3 separate regions of the Rattus norvegicus genome follow, and all the other regions are linked to region 1. The links are chromatin contacts, called in public Hi-C maps. All regions are on one chromosome and are shown on one strand. Each heading gives the region's core, a stretch centred on a gene start, on an enhancer-like site or on the middle of the called end of the contact. The rest is flanking DNA. Distances are from core to core; before and after follow the strand shown.

What was found. Hi-C and Micro-C count contacts between places; a contact is called where the count stands out from the background.
Region 2: a Hi-C map of the A7r5 cell line shows a contact between it and region 1, with 4 times the contacts expected there. The contact joins two enhancer-like sites. A contact is called at or near these places in 2 of 12 Hi-C or Micro-C datasets (the A7r5 cell line and Schwann cells).
Region 3: a contact with region 1 is called in a Hi-C map of the A7r5 cell line, with 7 times the contacts expected there. The contact joins two enhancer-like sites. A contact is called at or near these places in 7 of 12 Hi-C or Micro-C datasets (the A7r5 cell line, Schwann cells, frontal cortex and 3 more).

The regions. Positions count from the first base shown.
Region 1 is chr9:98,638,056-98,641,829 of GRCr8, reverse strand. No RefSeq gene overlaps it. Among named protein-coding and RNA genes, the nearest start is that of Cops8, 15 kb to the left of the region's middle. Within about 2 kb of position 1,454, at least 8 of the 93 cell types and tissues checked have an H3K27ac peak or open chromatin away from gene starts, as enhancers often do. A contact at or near this core is called in the A7r5 cell line, where this site is marked.
Region 2 is chr9:98,317,432-98,321,398 of GRCr8, reverse strand. No RefSeq gene overlaps it. Among named protein-coding and RNA genes, the nearest start is that of Ackr3, 72 kb to the right of the region's middle. Within about 2 kb of position 2,143, at least 8 of the 93 cell types and tissues checked have an H3K27ac peak or open chromatin away from gene starts, as enhancers often do. A contact at or near this core is called in the A7r5 cell line, where this site is marked.
Region 3 is chr9:98,299,614-98,303,339 of GRCr8, reverse strand. It overlaps LOC102555030 (a long non-coding RNA gene), which reads right to left. Exons shown (of 2, transcript XR_005489311.1): 2 at 1-435. Among named protein-coding and RNA genes, the nearest start is that of Ackr3, 54 kb to the right of the region's middle. Within about 2 kb of position 1,814, at least 10 of the 93 cell types and tissues checked have an H3K27ac peak or open chromatin away from gene starts, as enhancers often do. A contact at or near this core is called in the A7r5 cell line, where this site is marked.

The DNA.
Region 1 (3,774 bases), core at 205-2,704:
GGAAAATGGAGGTGAAAAAGACCAGAAACGCATTGGGAACATGGACAGAGGCCTGGACAGACCCTCAAAATACACACTAGGCACAGGAGAGCAGAGGCTCTGCTCTGTTTGTGGCAAAAAGGTAAGAAAATATGATGTTTTCTCCATGTTGCCTCAAAAGGGTGTCTTTTTAAGCTGTGTGTGTGTGACATTTGAAAAAAAAAAAAGGCAGAAAGATCCTGGGCTACGTAGTGAGTTCATCCTTGGCTACTTAGTGAGTTCAAGGCCAGGCTGGACTATGTGAGACCATACCTTGCTCAAACCAGAATAGAAAGTAGGAAGGGACTGTGTCCTGTGTGTGGGGGGCAGGAGCCAGGGAAGGGGGCTAGATACAACTCCAGGTTCCCCACAGCCATGGGATGAATCAGATTCTCTCTGTCCTTAGCTTCCTCTCTGTTTTTAATTTGAAAACATTTTAAAAGTTGCCTTAACACTTTCAAGGTAAAATTCTGGAGTTTGAGAATTAGCAATACCCACCTGTCATTGTGGCAACCACACTTACCTGGGCTCCCAGGGCGCTGGAGGTTGGAGGGATGGAGGCACCTGTGGAGAAAGTGTAGCTCCATGGATTGTGGGACCCGGTTTAATTCCCTAGCAAAGCTGTTACCATGAGTTTGTGGACAGAGGAGTAAAGGACACTTGCAGAGATAAGACAGGAGAAGCAAACTGCAGCGCTCCAAGCATCTCTGTCCTGTCTCCTGTCCTGTGGTCCACTTCATGCTGCCCCACGCCCGTGACTTAGAGCTTTAAGTAGGAAGATCACAGCTGGTTGTTTTCAATAGGAGCTCAGCAGGACAGAGCGATATAGGAGGTGGGTGCGATATGAAGCCATTCTCCACCTGCAAGCAGAAGGCTGGATAGTGCTTCTAGCTCAAACCCCAAACCTTCCCGTTATAGGTCTGGAGTGTTCTATGAAACTGACTGAAGCATCCTTTTCCGTGGATTGCCCAGGAGGATAGGGACTCACTATCCTCTTACTTTTTACCTTTTGTAAAGTCCCTCTTACTTTTACCTTTTGTATAGTCTTTTGGGATTTCCCAGAGGCACTTTAAACAAGATGCACAGGTCTTTTCTCTTCTGCTTTAGTTTGCTTTCTGATGCTAGAACAAAATACTGGAGGCGAGAACATTATCACGACAAAAAGGTTTATTTCAGCTTACAGTTTGAGATGTTGTCTGTAAACTCTTATAACAGCTTTGCTTGGGAACTGGGGTGGCTCTGGGATGGGCCTGGGCTCTAAGGTGGGGATGGCAGAATAGGGTGGGTTTAACATGAGTATGCAAGTGTGAGAGGCCAGGAGAGGAGAGGCTGAAGAGCTGGAGTTTGGTAATGGGTTTTACTACCAGCCTCAGACCATTACTTCCTGCTCCTGGGAAATATGAAAGGTACCACAAGGTGGCGCTCATCACAAAGTCTCTGACCAGGCACAGATCAGTCAAGGAAAGACTAGTTCTGGATTTGCAAAAGCAAGGCAGACAAAGGCGGTTAGACTCCCCCTAAAATTTGATTGGTACGATTCCTAGTTCAGCTGAGGCTGAAGAGTTGTCATCTTTAGGAGTGACCTTCAGTCTGGGAGTGTGTACAGACACAGATACATGTGTATATACACACTTATGCACTCAGACGCATCCTCTCATACTAATACATGTGCACATGCACACAGGGCACTAGAAGAGGGTAAGAGCCAGGCTGTGGTACCTCAAGTCATCCTGTGACTTTGTTCTAGTCCTCAAACTACAGGCCCATGGAGGGGTTGAGTTTCATGCAAAAGTTCCCCCCTTTCTATACACTTGCTGCTTATGCTGCTGGCCACCTCCCCGTCCATGGTCCCTGATTGTCCCACCAAGACACGTACCAAGGCTTCAGACAATAAGAACCACAGAGACTTTCCAGGGTCTAGTGTGTGGCCCTGAGGACACAGCAGGGAGGAAAAACAGTGCACTTGGGAGACGCATGTAGCCCGGAAGGAATTCAGACCTGATGGTTGGAAACATCTTCTGGAAACTCATTTAAACAGCACAGTGTTACTGTTTCCTCCTGTTAGCCTGTGGAGTGAGTGTCCTTTGGGTTTGGGAGTTTGTCTCATCTTGAAATACTAACTTCTGGTGTGTCTCAGACACTCCCACAGGGTCCCCTAATTCTTGTGGCCAGGTTCTTCCTTGAGACCTACGTGGTGTCTCTGGGGAGGACTACCTTTGTGAGGCTACCATTCCCGTGAGTGTATCCCTAACTTCCCCACACTGAGCACCTCTGACACGGTCAGAGTCTATGTCTGAGCTACTTGGCTCCACAGTCCATGGAGCTGAGAGGATCTGCTCTGAAGACCTGGGCCCACCTCACACTAACACCACACTGGTCTCTCACCTCAGTGAACAAAGCAGAACTGTGCAGCGAGTCCCCAGCCTTACCTATGAGTCTGCCTTTCACCACAGGGCTTCAAGGACACCACACAGGACCTGAGGGGCAGGTGGTCTTGGGTAGGACAAAGTGTGAGAGGTCAGAGACACCCAGGCATCACCTTGCATCACCAGGCATCAGAGCCAGCGGGACCTACAGGACTGCAGAGGCCCAGCTCTGAGCATGACCTCTGCTCTTGTTTTATCTCAGTCCTGAACTGTCCTCTGTGTCCCCACGGCTGTGGGATCAGGACCACATTTTAGCACGTGCCACAGAACTGGTCTCAGACGTGAGGCTTTGTTTCATTGCCAAACCGTTATGTAGTTAGAGAACTAAATTGTTCATGTTCCTAAATGTTTTACATGGTAAATGGTAGACGGCAAGGACAGGCGAATGCCTGCAGGAGACTGCCACCGCCTTGGTGGCACTGCAGTGAGGGAGTCCTCCAGTCTTAGGTAGACACTGAACTCTCTATGCAACAGTGGTTCAGGAAAAGAGTGGGTGACTTGGATGTGAGTAATCTGCTCTGTCTGATTCATGATCAGCTTTGTCCCATAGCACAGCCCACCATACTGTCTTTGGGTCTGTGGGAGTGTTGTTGTTGCTGTTGTTGTTGTTGTTGTTGGTGGTGGTGGTGGTGGTGATGGTGTTGTTGTTGCTGCTGTTGTTGTTGTTGGTGGTGATGGTGTTGTTGTTGGTGGTGATGGTGGTGTTGGGGTGTTGTTGCTGCTGCTGTTGTTGTTGTTGGTGGTGGTGGTGATGGTGTTGTTGTTGTTGGTGGTGGTGTTGGGGTGTTGTTGCTGCTGCTGTTGTTGTTGTTGTTGGTGGTGGTGGTGGTTATGGTGTTGTTGTTGTTGTTGTTGTTGGTGATGGTGTTGTTGTTGTTGGTGGTGGTGATGGTGGTGTTGGGGTGTTGTTGCTGCTGCTGTTGTTGTTGTTGGTGGTGGTGGTGATGGGGTGTTGTTGCTGCTGCTGTTGTTGTTGTTGGTGGTGGTGGTGATGGTGGTGGGGGTGGTGATGGTGGTTATTGCTGCTGTTTTGACTGCTCCTGGCTGAGCCATTAGTTCCAGTCTGGGCCATAGGTGCAGGGCCCATGAGCAACTGAGTGAGCTGGGGACATCTGCATTCTGACCTCTTCATTGTGTCCTGTCTCCTTCCATTCCCTGTCTTCTCCTTGGCACCTTGGCCACGATGCCTAGTCTTCCAAACACAGAGGGCAGTCAGCAAATGGATCCCTGCTCATCAGCCTCAGGAGCAGCCATGAGGAAAGGCAGTGGTCTGTGGCTGGAGCACACAACTCTTCAGTCACAGGCTGAAGTGGAGTGGAGGGGCTGTGGG
Region 2 (3,967 bases), core at 894-3,393, 320 kb after region 1:
GCAGCGTGATTAATTTAGGGAATAACCTGGTCTTCCTGGGTGATCCCAGGCAGGTCCCGGAGCCTCGATTGACTTGTCCAGGCTGTAAAATCTTGCAGGGATGTTAAGATCAGTCAAGGAATGCCTATAAAGTGCTTTGAACTCTTAGAGTTAGACATTAAATAAATACCCAGTGTTATTAGAACTCCACTGGGGCCCTCGAATGTTCGAAATGGGACTTTATTATAAATACCCTCTGAAGTTTGCCAAAAATAAATTGAATGGGTAAAGTCAACATACTTGGCTGTAACTTAATCCAGCTTGGCTTATTTGCCAGAACTTGGCATCATGACGCATGAATAGAAACGTCTGGAGGCAGCATGAAAGGATTCATTGTAAAGGCAACCGCTGCGCTGGACTTCCATATCTTCATGCATTTGTTCCAGGCTCTAAATGGCTGAGTGAGAGGGGAAAACAAAAATTACAAAACAAAAATAAGGACCGGAAAGAAAGCCTCTTTGCGCTTTTCTGCAATGAACTTAGCGAAGGCAAATTGGTTTCAAGGTCACCAAACCAATCCACTGACTGATGGAGGGAAACCAAGGTTCTCCTGTTTTAACTCAGGAGGCAAGAGGCAGGGCAGCGCTCTGCCGCCTTTGTGAGGGCAGCGATATCATCTCTGAGCAGAGACGTCTGCACCTGCAATCGCATTGGATGTGTTTTAAGTCTGGCATCTTGTAAGGGAATCGTGGTTTTCCTCGAGTTTAATGGAAGATTAGAACGGCGGAGCTGGGAATGCTGCTCTGCTTTGACCTGGCGTTTTCATGAGGAAACAGCATGAAGCCCACATTCGGCGGATGTCAAGAGACCAGGCAAGAGCTAGAGGTGAAGTTTCTGAAGACTGACTTCACTTCAGCCTTTTGTGAATAGGCTTGTGTGTGCACATGAGTGTGTGCTGGTGTGTGTGCATATGTTAGAAGAGTCAAGATTGGGTGTCATTCCTCAGGTGCCGCCCACAGTCTCTCCCTGAATCGGAAGCTCAGTGGTCAGACTAGAGTGGTTGGCCCGCAAGTCCTAGAGATCTAGCTGTCCCTGCTTCCCACTGCTGAGGTTACAAGTCTGTGCTGCCATGCTAGGCCTTTTCACATGAGTCCTGGGACACAAAATCCAGTTTTCTTTCTTGTAAAACTGAGCCATCTCCACAACCATGAGTCAAACTATCCATGTTTCTATTTCCCAATCTACAGAATACTCATCTACAGGTAACCATGTTTTAAAAGGCGTTGCCCATAAGACTATATACAAAGTAACACATCCCTGAAAAACAGCCCCAAAGTGACAGTAAAACCCTGAGCCCCAGGAAAGAACTGTTTGGGAAAGACTTAGCTTCCAGTCAGCCTGAAGTCTGAGTTTCCCGTCACCCTCTTCCAGGAAAAGGAAAGTGACTGCATGCTGGCAGGTGCCCCTGGATGTTTTCAGCAGCAGACTTCGTCATGTGTGCCAGGGTTTAGATTCAGCACGTCTCAGGTTCACATCCAAGCAAGTGTTTAGGGTGGGTCCGAGATATGTTTAGTGCGATATTCGATCTGCCAGCGATGGACAGCGGTTGCCGAGAAGAGCCTTCTAGACTAAATGAATTGCATATTTTCTCTAGAGACATAAACAGGGGATGAATAGAATATTGTTCAATAGAGCATCACATGGGCACGGGTGGGTGGGGGACCTCAACACACTCTCTTTCCACAAAAGGAGCAGGCCGTCCAGATCTGCTGAGACCGGTATGGAAAAATAACAGCATCTGGCTGGGCCTGAGGAAGAGGCAGGCATTGGATACAATGATGCAAACGGATCAGCCGCATAGCCTGTACCCTCTGTAGTCATCAGCCAGTGCCTCAGAAGACCAGGCAGAACTGCAGAGCTAAGAGCTGGGAGCATGTGGCTCATGGTGAACGGCTTCCAGAAAAGCTACTTCAGAGTCTGAGGAGAAAGGTGACATATTCATCTGCTCACGAGACAGCGTCTGTCAGACCTTGGAGTCGTCTGGAAGCTACTGCCGCTGGGGAACTATGGCCATGCATTCTGAGTTCTGAAGTTGACCCTGGCTCTGGCCTGGCATTGCTATTGCCTTTTGGAAAGAGACTTGGGAGAGGGCTGAGTCACCCCTACTGCATACAGCAGAGAAGAGGAGGCCTTGTTAAGCCTGAGGCCTGCCCGGGAGGGAACTGGTCTGTCTTGAAGTGGGTGCATCTCTAAAGGCCAGTCATATTACAGTGTTGCCTGAGGGCTCTCTGGGGACCAATGAGATTGTGCACCCACAATCCTTAGCACTAGGCCCTGCTGGCAACCGGAAGTATCTCCAGTCACATACGCAGAAGTCCCCTCAGCCCTGTTGGCCTCATTCAGGAGTCCCTGCACAAGATGGCATGGGCCTTGGGTAGAAAGCGCTACCGACAAGAAGAGCCCCTTGTCCATTAGAATTAGGTCAGGCAACTATTGCCAGTTATAGCTTATCAGAGCCCACACATCCTGTGCTAGTCACAAACTCCTGAGCCACTGTCCCTTCCTTGGATGAGCTGGGCTTTCCTAAGAGAATCTTGCCCTCTGAATTTCCCTAGGCTCATCAAGAAACCACCTCAGCCTCACCCCCTTTCCACCCTGGGTGAAACTATTTCTATGATAGACACCCACTCATTTCCTCCTGCTCCTTTACCAGGGTTGGGGTCAAGATGTGCCTGTCTTTAGCTCAATTCCTGAGCAATATGGCAAGGAGAACCAGGCATGCGTTCCTCCCTGGGGTGGTGAGTTGAAGCAGGAATTGCTGTCAATAGTCACACACAACACATATATTAATACAAAGACACTCGCATTTGCACATGGGTACATTAAATCCATATAGACTCACACGCATAGACTCACACGTATGTGGACTTGTACAGAGAACACACTCAGAGGTAAACTTTAACACTGCACACTGACAGCATAGGCTCACCACCCACACCCCTGTACCTGGAAGGTGGCTAAGGGCATTCAATCCTCAGTCCAGAGGGGCAGGCTTGCCATCGCATGGTACTACGAGGGTCTGTCGAATGAGAAATCAAATCTCCTATATGCTTCCTGCATTTGTTCCTGGATTCTTGGCACCCTGAAGAAGAGCAAAGAAACAAACGTCCCCAGTCCAACCACACCCTGCCCAGCAGGCTGCAAAGGATCTCCACAGGCTAGCAGGCAGCGTTCCAACCAGTTGCCAAAATCTTCCTCACGTTCCAACTCATGTGGAAGAGCTCAAGCATCCCGATGTTCTCTGACCCGCCTTCATTCGGTTAAAAGGAAACTAGCAGGAACATCCTTTGGTCCATCATCTGCACAGCTGGGCCATTTCCACTTTAAACACCTGCTTGACAGCTGCAGATCTCACCATTCCTCTCTCTCCGATGACACCAGCAGGCCATTCACCCCCTCCATGTCAGGATGTACATGGCTGGTTCCAAGATGGCGCCCCCATGCTCCAGGGCAGATCCTCAGGCTTCTAAGCATGTTTACGGGTCTTGCCTAGCCTTCTCACCACCAGCACCTCAGGGTGGACAGTCTATTGAGTATCTTACACCCTCTGCACTGCAGCCAGAGCAAATTCCAGATGCCCCTGCTTCCTATTCATCACAGTTGTGAAGAGGAAAGGCTACCTGGAAGCTGCCCTCCCTGGCAGCCCAAGTGTGGCTGCTCCCCCCCAGGTCCTGCCCACATCCTCGCTCAGCACTGAAGAGCAAACTTAAGGGTCCTTTGGCGAGTCAGTTGTGTTGCATGGTGTTTTGTTGGGGCAAACACGTAAAAGGAGTGTTTTCGTGACGTGGACACAGGTGAAAGGCTAAGGCAGACTCTCGAAGGAATGTTTCACTGAAGCAGACACAGGTGAAAGGGTGTTCTACTAAAGCAAGCACGTGAAAAGACACGTGATGAAGGATTCTTGGCTAATGACATGTATGTATGTACT
Region 3 (3,726 bases), core at 565-3,064, 340 kb after region 1:
TTCTATCAAAAGCAATATCAAAAGAAGATACCTTCCCCGGGAGTGTCGGCTTTGTAGGTTAGGAAATAAACCCTGACAGACGCATAACCCAAACATCTCTGGAAATGAGGATTCTGCTGTAGACACAGTCGCAGTCACCGTGAGAATTCACTCAGGATACAGCTAGAATTATCACTCTCAGGAATGCTAATGATATGTTGTTAGCGGTATTGGAGTGCTGAAGTCCATCCTGTGGGGAAGGGGTCACTGGCATCAATCACGTCTCAGAGTTTACTTCAGTACGCATGAGGCAGGAGCATGGGAAAGCCACAGGGATGCGCTGCCAGAACTCACAGGTGCCTCACATCGTCTTGATAAATCTCTCTTCACAGAAGGGATTTCAGGAGGGAAGTAGGAAGTCTTGGTGTAGGCCATATGGAGGCGTGCGGTCCAGACCTACAATTAAGTTGAGATAGCGGTTGAAATTGATGGACCAGAGCAGCCTGGACTTGTGAGTTTGGACAGAGAGAATGTCAAAGCAGGTGATCAAAGGACAGGCACCCTAAAGCTATTGGCTTTGGGTCCAGCACAGAAGCCAGATGAGGGGTTTTGTTGATGTGGAAGTACAGGGCTTGACTCTTGTGAGGACAGTGATGGGAGTAGGGGTTGGAATGGGACATCTCAACTGACTCCTCCTGCCACTTGAGTTGACAGAGCAGAACCCCAGCTGAACTCCAGGATCTGGATGGAAGCGATGTGGATTTAAGAAAGGAGATGGTGGGTGCTGAGTGGGTCTGTGGCCCAGTCTAGGCATCCCTATTCCCCATTTGCCCTCTCCATCCTCTAAGATCCCAGCCTCTATGCTTACAGCTCCCTCATTAGCGGTGTGTGTGTGTGTGTGTGTGTGTGTGTGTGTGTGTGTGTGTGTGGCATCTAACATCAGGAAGCCTTATGCTTTGGAAGGACACAAGTCTTCAGAAAGATGCATGTAGGGGATGGCCTCCACAAAGGTACTAGGAAAAATGTTCCTACGTTCCTTATACTCCTGGGTGCTTCATACCAACCTCTACCCTTCAAGATCACACGCCATTTCTGTCTCCCGTTTCTCTTGTAAGGTCACCAGGCATTGGAGATCCTTAACTTGCTTGTCCCTGCAAAGACCCTTCATTCAAAGAATGCAATAAAACCCCAGAAGAAACAAGGTATTAACAGCTCAGGAAAATATTAGGAAAAAAAGCCTCAAAATGCGCCGGACTTTAACTCACTGTTTTTGAACAAGTTGAGTCTTGTCTGTTTAACAGACGAGAGCACATCCCTGGATCAAGCTGAGGCTTCCTGGAAATGGTTTGACTTAAACAAACCCAGGTTCAGGTTATGAGATCTATGGAGGCTCCTGAATCGGCACTCGGAGACCAGAGCAACCAGCGGCCGTTCTGCCCCTTCAGACAGACTTCTTTGAAATCCATCCCACTTGTCACAACCCTTCCCTACCTCTGGCTATTTTCCACTTCTCTGTAACCACTTCAGTCAAACTGCCCTCCAGGGGATGAAGTTGGAAGCCTCGAATCTGGGTTGTGCCCCTAATGGTGTACAGGACACTACGGTGACTCAGAGAGGAAAATGCATGACCACAGTGCCGAATCAACCACTTCATGGCTGTTTTCCTGAACCTCTGGGGTGATCTGGAAGCTATCTGAAGGGCCTGTCTTTTGAAAGAAGCCTGTGTGACATCACCAGGGACATGATTTTCCAACAGATGTGTACACCAGCATCATCTGTGGACTTATAAAAGCTACTGCATCCAGGCTCTCCCCAACCTATTAAGCCAGAGCTGCCACGTGAACTTGAGTTTGTTTCTCTGTTTCCATGTGAGAGGGTGACTCACTTTTACTGAGAGTCCTTGACTACATTGAAGTTGAGAGTAACCAACAAGAACACAGCGAGGCCCTGGGAGGTCAGATACTTTTCTAGGCTTTTGTCCCTACATGAATCTAATTTTTTTGTTGTTCCGTGTATTGAAGAACAGAGCCCATTCCTCCATTTGTTTTGGGCCAGCATGACAATGAACAGAGTCCAGATATGTTGTCTTGTTGAAGGTCAACATTCCGGATGGGCCAAGCTGCTTCCTCTCTAGTCGTATTTTGGGGGAGACACCCTGTAAGGTTCAGTGTTATTCTCTGAGAGCAGCAGCTTGCCCCGCCCTCAGGATACATTCCAGCCATTCCCGTGTGCTCTGTGCGTCTAATGCACACTGCTGGACCATCGATCTAACAACCATCCTCAGCCTCTGCTCGAAGAACTCCAGTAGAAAGCCATGGCCACTGCCGTGGCGGGAAGTTTGGGCAGCAAATCCATTTCGATCTCATTCTGAAGCTCAATGCTGAATGGCTGGCTGCCGGAGTCAGGTGTCCACCTCTGACGAACACCTCCAGTCCTGGCTGTTGTACGTGAAGACATCTTGGGAACACACAGAGAGAACAGCTTCTGGGACACATCAGACTCATAGCACCCTGCAAGTTTAAATCCCCACGTGCCTTTGGGACGGAGCATACCTGGCTGTTGCCAGATACCTGGGGGGTGGAGCTTAGACAGAATACCAATCCCCACATCTGCAGCTGGAGCTCACCGCCAACCCCATCCTGCCACAGGGCCATAAGTGGAGCCACTCACATGGCCCAGGGGAGGGCTGCTTTCAGCCTCTCGAGAAGAATCACTCCTGTGACTGTGAGGTTGTCTCTGCTCTGCAGGATACCAGGTTTTCAACAACGTGGGAGCTGTGTGGGGCTTACAGGGAACACTTGAAAATTGCAAAATCTAACCTGTTTCCGGATGTGAGCTGTTGCAGATATGCTGCTCATTTCTGCCCAACTGCCACTAGCTGTTCTACCTGATGAGTCCCACTACCTAACTGCAGGCTGCGGTTCTCCGTGCTCGCCCTCCAGCCAACCACCCTGCACCGGAAGCTGCATGGCTCCTTCCTCCTAGCCTCCACCCACCCTGATGGGTCCAACCACACCTGCAGACAAGCCCCTTCGTGCAGTGTTCTCAGGGGGAGCTCTTCCTACAAAATAAGTCAGCCTCATCACCAAACTGTGGATTCCAAAGCCAGGCTTGTGCTTTCAAGTGTTCCCTGTACCCTTACAGGAGGTTTACAGGCTTACACTCTGTAGAGAATGGAAGGACAGCTTCACCATCACAGGACAACGCAGCAGATCAGAGCCCTTCTTGAATGTTGTTGATGCTGGTCTGGTTAGTAATGGAATGCACCGTGAAACTCGAGTTAGAAACAAAGGGGGAAAGTCCACTTCCAAATGACTACAGCCCAGCACTGAGGATTCCCCTTCGCATTGGAGGACGTTTTCCAGGGTTGGTTATTATCCACAGATTCTCTCTGGAATATGTTCCAGTCTTAATAAGGAGATGTCCTTCTCAGGGACGCCCTTGTGTTTTAAATCTGGGACTTGGCCTCCACAAAACCGAAGGGATTTTCCACTGGAGACTTCTGGACAAAACTTGGAACCTGAGAGTCTGTCCTCACTCCCCAAATTCTGCCCCTCGCAACAACGCTACCCCTGAACTCGTGTTTATAGCAGTGCTCTGAAAGCCAGCCTGTAGAATAGATGCTCACTTCAGGGTCCTGTTTGCACGAGACACTATTGTATACAGGAGCCCAGCTATGCTAGAGAAGTCTGTGACATTGGGCTGATTTATGTAACTCAAAGTCTCCAAGAAGTAAAATGTGTTTTA